Regions from separate parts of the Mus musculus genome. Here region 2 is linked to region 1. A link is a contact called in public Hi-C data. All regions are on one chromosome and are shown on one strand. The core of a region is the stretch at or near the end of the contact, and the rest is flanking DNA. Distances in the headings are between cores, read along the strand shown. Region 1 overlaps Hltf (helicase-like transcription factor). Region 2 has its middle 33 kb from the start of Gm31320.

The links. A called contact is a pair of places that touch in the nucleus more often than the background predicts.
Region 2: a contact with region 1 is called in a Hi-C map of the G1E-ER4 cell line, with 3 times the contacts expected there. The contact joins two enhancer-like sites. A contact is called at or near these places in 2 of 15 datasets of contacts at CTCF or cohesin (CD8 T cells and pro-B cells), 36 of 484 Hi-C or Micro-C datasets (CD4 T cells, ECoMG myeloid progenitors, the G1E-ER4 cell line and 18 more), 2 of 115 datasets of contacts at active chromatin or transcription factors (bone marrow-derived dendritic cells and hepatocytes) and 1 of 9 other capture datasets (liver).

The regions. Positions count from the first base shown.
Region 1 is chr3:20,103,266-20,105,881 of GRCm38.p6, forward strand. Hltf (helicase-like transcription factor) reads left to right here. Exons shown (of 25, transcript NM_009210.3): 19 at 2,376-2,500. Among named protein-coding and RNA genes, the nearest start is that of Hltf, 47 kb to the left of the region's middle. Within about 2 kb of position 1,321, at least 55 of the 459 cell types and tissues checked have an H3K27ac peak or open chromatin away from gene starts, as enhancers often do. A contact at or near this core is called in the G1E-ER4 cell line, where this site is marked.
Region 2 is chr3:20,188,165-20,190,780 of GRCm38.p6, forward strand. No RefSeq gene overlaps it. Among named protein-coding and RNA genes, the nearest start is that of Gm31320, 33 kb to the right of the region's middle. Within about 2 kb of position 1,302, at least 15 of the 459 cell types and tissues checked have an H3K27ac peak or open chromatin away from gene starts, as enhancers often do. A contact at or near this core is called in the G1E-ER4 cell line, where this site is marked.

The sequences.
Region 1 (2,616 bases), core at 71-2,570:
ACCTGTCATGTGAACATACGGGATTGACTTTACCCGCTGGAGAGGCAGGTATGGAGTTCAGTGCTCCCAGTTTGACTCTTAAGTTTCTGTTATTTGTGAGTGATGAGCCTGAGTAAAGTCACCTAAGAGAGTGATTAAGTTAAAAGTAGGTCTATCCGAAAAGGTACTAGCGTGGCTGGTAAAACAGTGGGAAGCCTCTTGCCAGCATGCCATGTGGTGGGTCCCACAAGCAGTTTCCTAAACCAACAAGCTGAATGCCAGTCAGATGTAGCCATGCCCGGGAGGGAATGCAGAGTGCTGAGGAAGCTGTCTGTTTGAATTGTGTTCTCAGGGATGTTATTGTTAAAGTAACCTCTTTCATAGGTAGTAGACTTATTAATACTTTATAAGCATTGATTGAGTATAATTGATCTAAGTATTTAAATGTGCACATTAATGGTGTCTTATTAAGTAAGTACAATGAACACTTTTTTTTTTTTTTAATTATTTTTTGGATTAGGAGGCTAAGGCACAGGAGACAGAGTTGTTATTTGAATTTTAGCAGGTTGGTTTCAGAACGTGGAAGTTTATCGTGTGTATTATGTTGCCTACTTTTTTACTTTCTTCACTATCCAAAACACTGCCACTGTCACTACTAGTATATATAAGGTTTATAAAGTAATCCAGGTCGTGTTGTAATTGCTTTGTACACACTAACTTCATGAGTAGTCCTCCCAGATGTGGTGTGTAACTGTTATAGCTGAGGACACAGGCAGGATTAGGCTGCTGGCCAAGTCTGCATAGCTAAATTGACAGAATGTACCAGTCTGACTTTAAAATTTCTGCTTTTCACCAGGAGACTTGATTGCATCATCAACTTGACGTTTCAGATTGGATATGTAATTTTTGGATTAATTATTCTTCTCTTCCACACTGAGTATTTCTTTGAAAAAAAAATAATAGTCAGTTTTGCCTTTCTATAGCCAATTCTTGTCTTCAGACTTAAAGAGAAAGCTTTTATTTTGGCTTTCTGCTCCAGAGGTGTCAACCCATGGTAGTGGAAACTACAGAGTGGAACGGAGCAATATCATGATAAACAAGAGGCGGACAAGAGAGCACCGGAAACAAGTGCTCAAGTCAGGGCAAGATCCGTCTATTCCCCAAAGGCTTAGAGTTTCTAGAACCTCAGGCGTCAGTCAGTGCTGTAGCTGGAGACCTGGAGTTCAGCGCATGAAGCATTGGAGAGTGTTTCATAAGTAAAAAATAGCAAGGAGCCTGATGTGCACATCCACGCCCCCACGGAAGTACAGCAGTTTGATCAGGGCCTTCCTGTTGACTTTCTGGAAGATATAGATAGCACCATTTAAATCTTTCAATTCTATGTATCTGCATCCTCCCCCTCCCCCTGACACCCACACCCTTTAAAAAGAAAATGTACTGTTTTTGTCCTATTTTTCTTGTCTTTTGTTGTTGTTGTTCTATTTTCTTTCTGTGTTTTTAAATGTCTTCCCACTGCTCTTTATTGGTATTGATTTATTTATCATCCTTTATAACTATTTTTTGTTTTCTTAGTCCTATGTCCTTTCATATGGTTTTGTCAGTGGTTTTAGTGTGTGGTGGTCTGAATGAAAATGGTCCTCATAGGCTCATAGGAAGTGGCACTGTGGGGAGGTTTGGCCTTATTGGAATTGGTGTGACATTGTTGGAGGAAGTGTGTCAGGGGGGTTGGGCTTTGAGGTTTCAGAGGTGTGTCCAGTGTGGCACTCTCTTACTGTTTTCCGGTCCGGATGTAGAACTCTGAGCTACCTGGAGGTGCTCACAGTCATAAATTTTATGCTTTCTGTGGTAACTTTCTGGTGAGTTTAATTTCACTGCCTTCTTTGCTCTTTGCTGGTTATTCAATGTTTGACTATTTTGAGTTCTTTTTGGACGAGCTGTTTGTCCAGAGTCATGTATAGGTCCAGGCCATCAAGAAATACTTAATTTTCTTATTATTCATGGGAGTCAGTATAATGTAAATTCTTCTAGGTTTTATTGGTTTTTATATAACAGAGATCAGAAACATAATTACTTACAAAATTGATTATTATACAATAACACTCCCCCTACTGTGTGTGTGTTTTGTGAATATGTGTGTATGTGTGTGTGTGTGTATAAATTGGATTGAAAATTGAAGTCATCATGCATACACCCTATTTCTGTTTTTACAGAAGAGATATGAATTTTCCTTTCAGTATGTATGTACCACTTACTTTGAAGGGCCAGCTGAGGTCTGTAGGTCATGCATATTGACATTTTCCTAGGTGACTTTTTTTCTTGGTTTCATTAAAGATGAGCTTGCTTTTGTTTTTGTTCTTGTTTAGAGATGTTCATAATGTCTGACATTTTATCCCTAGGTATTTTACTGAAGGGACTGTCCTTGCACACTATGCAGATGTCTTGGGTCTTCTGCTTAGATTGCGGCAGATTTGTTGCCATACCCATCTTCTTACAAACGGAATGTCTTCAAGTGGCCCCTCCAGTAAGGAAATGGGATTAGTTCATACCATTGTGTTTGCTAAATATTTCAGTTAGAAGACAGGTTTTTATGCAACTTGAATTTGATCTATTACTTTGATATACCTTTGCTGTAAGATT
Region 2 (2,616 bases), core at 52-2,551, 85 kb after region 1:
TTCATTGGAGTTTATAGCTTTCTTTATATTATTCTTGAATTTGTTTTTAGTGTTATACCTAAGTATTTAATATTTTAAAATATTTATCTTCATCATTTTTAAGTATGTGTAGGGGTGTGTGTGTGTGTGTGTGTGTGTGTGTGTGTGTGTGTGTGTCTGCATGTGAGGTGTACACATGAGTGTAGGTACCCATGAACGGCAGAGGCATTGGATCCTCAGGATCTGGAGTTATGAATAGTTGTGAGCTGCCAGATATTGTATGGAGAAACAAACATGTACCCTCTGGAAGAGCAGCAAGCATGCTTCTAACTGTTGAGCCATCTCTTTAGCTCCCTTAGTATTTAATTTTAAGGATGTAAATAGTTTCTTTTATTCCAAATTCTATCTGTACATGATTGTTGTATAAGAAAGTAGTTGCCTTTTCTATATCAGCTTTATAATCTACAACCTTGCAACTTTCTTATATTGCATTATATTACATTGCTTATACTGATGAAGCAAAAATAGAAAATAGAGACTCAACAATTCAGGGATGCTTTCTATGTCTCTCTGCCTCCTGGCTGCCATGAAATGAATATTTCCAATTAGCTATGGCCTTCTTCAGCTCTAATTTGCCTGGCCACAAAATTGGACACAATGGAGCAAATTGTCTACTGAATGCAAACTCATTCTTTCATTTAATTTTTTTATGTCATATCTTGAGACAGTGATAAAATTCAACATGGCTTTATCATAGAGGCTATGGGTCAGATATATGGACTATGTGATTTTTAAAGTAACTTTGTAAACTCAATTTTATAGCACATTATTATTTGGAATAATACTTTATTTAAACCTGAAAACCTAGGTCTAGCCAACTATGGAACCTTAATACAGTCTGCTCAACATCTCGTGAAAGGCAGGGTTGAGTAAGCACTTTGTAATTAAACATCTGTTGAGTATACAGTGTCCCACATCTTTTTCCTAGGAAGGACGTTGCTGGACCCTATCATATTTGAGTATTTTCGTCAATGGCATGGCATCTGGGAAATTTATCCAGCATGCCTTTCAGAGCCATCTAGGGGAAGGCAAGGTCATGAAAGAGAGCCAAGAGTATTAAATATTTATGCCTCTGTATAATTTTGGCTACAAGAAACAAAACCAATTTCTGATCAGCACTTAGCAGGATGAACTGACAAATTCAAAGATGCACATTTGAAGGCCAAGTCTGATATCTGGTCAAATCATCTGCACCACACTTCATACAGACAGCTTGCAAACATCCTGCCTGCCAGAAAGATGACAGCGTTTGATAATGGCTTCCTGAAAATGGAAGGGCCAGGAGACTTGTGCATTCCTTACGTGCCAGAAGAGAGTTCTGTATATAGTGCAAGTCACTCCCAGCTGCTTGGAATCAGTAAGACATCATTTGGGGCCTAGATATACTGAGAGCAGCAACAGAAACACAGGACAATCAGGAGCTGGCCATTCTGAGGATTTTTATTTCTATATTTTGTTTTAACTTTTAAAGATGAGCTTCATCAACATTTAAAGGTATTTTTATTAAAAAATGCTTTTAAAAATCACATCAGTTTTTGTTAATTTTCTTTCTCTGAATATTTTCTTAGATTTTGCTCTCTCTTTTTGTATCCCTCAAATTCTCTCATTCTTTGTCTTCAATAGGGACAGCCAAGGGAATATTGGTAATCCCTTAGTTATTATTTTCTGTTTTTAAAATTTTTTACAGTTACATATACTTATTTGTGCGTGTTTTGGTCGTGAGTGTGAGGAGGAGCGTCATGGTGCAGCTATGCTTCAGAGGATAAGCAAGAATCACTCCTCCAGTTCCCCCTTCTACTCGATGAGACCTGGAATTTGAACTCATTTCATCAAGCTCGACCGCAAGCGCCCTTACCCTCTAAGCCAGCTCTTGTCTTATCTTTTTTCCTCCAGAGCACACACTTTCTTACACACACACACACACACACACACACACACACACACACACACATACACACACACATACACACACATACACACACATACACACATACACACACACACACACATACACACACACACGTACACGCACATACACACACATACACACACATACACACACATACACACACATACACACATACACACACACACACATACACACACACACACACGCCATTGTGGCTCAGGAAATATGAGTCCTGATTTTAAAACAGTTCCCAATAGAGCAAGTCATTCATTTTGATGACAGTCCTCATTTAGAAGTGGACTGAGGAAGTCAGGTGCAAACTGTTACTCTATAGTTGTTCACATGAAGGACCTGGAGCCTCGTGGGTAAAGAATAGAAACTCGTGCTGCGAACAAGCCAGGCCCTAGACATATTCATGGAAGTCAGATTGTTATTGAGTTCCCTGTATTTCATAAGCTGTGGAGAACACCCTATGCCACCCCACCTGTTTATGGCAAGGTGGATACTTGTCAATATTCTTTTATCAGCTGAAAAGTTAATGGGGGAGATAGAAGTGAGAGAACGACAGGGAGAGAGGGAGGGAATAAGGATTAAAAATGTTTTTTAATGGCATTTTTTAAAGGAGATACATTTCTTTTCTAATTGAAGTAAGGTTAGATGCAGTAATG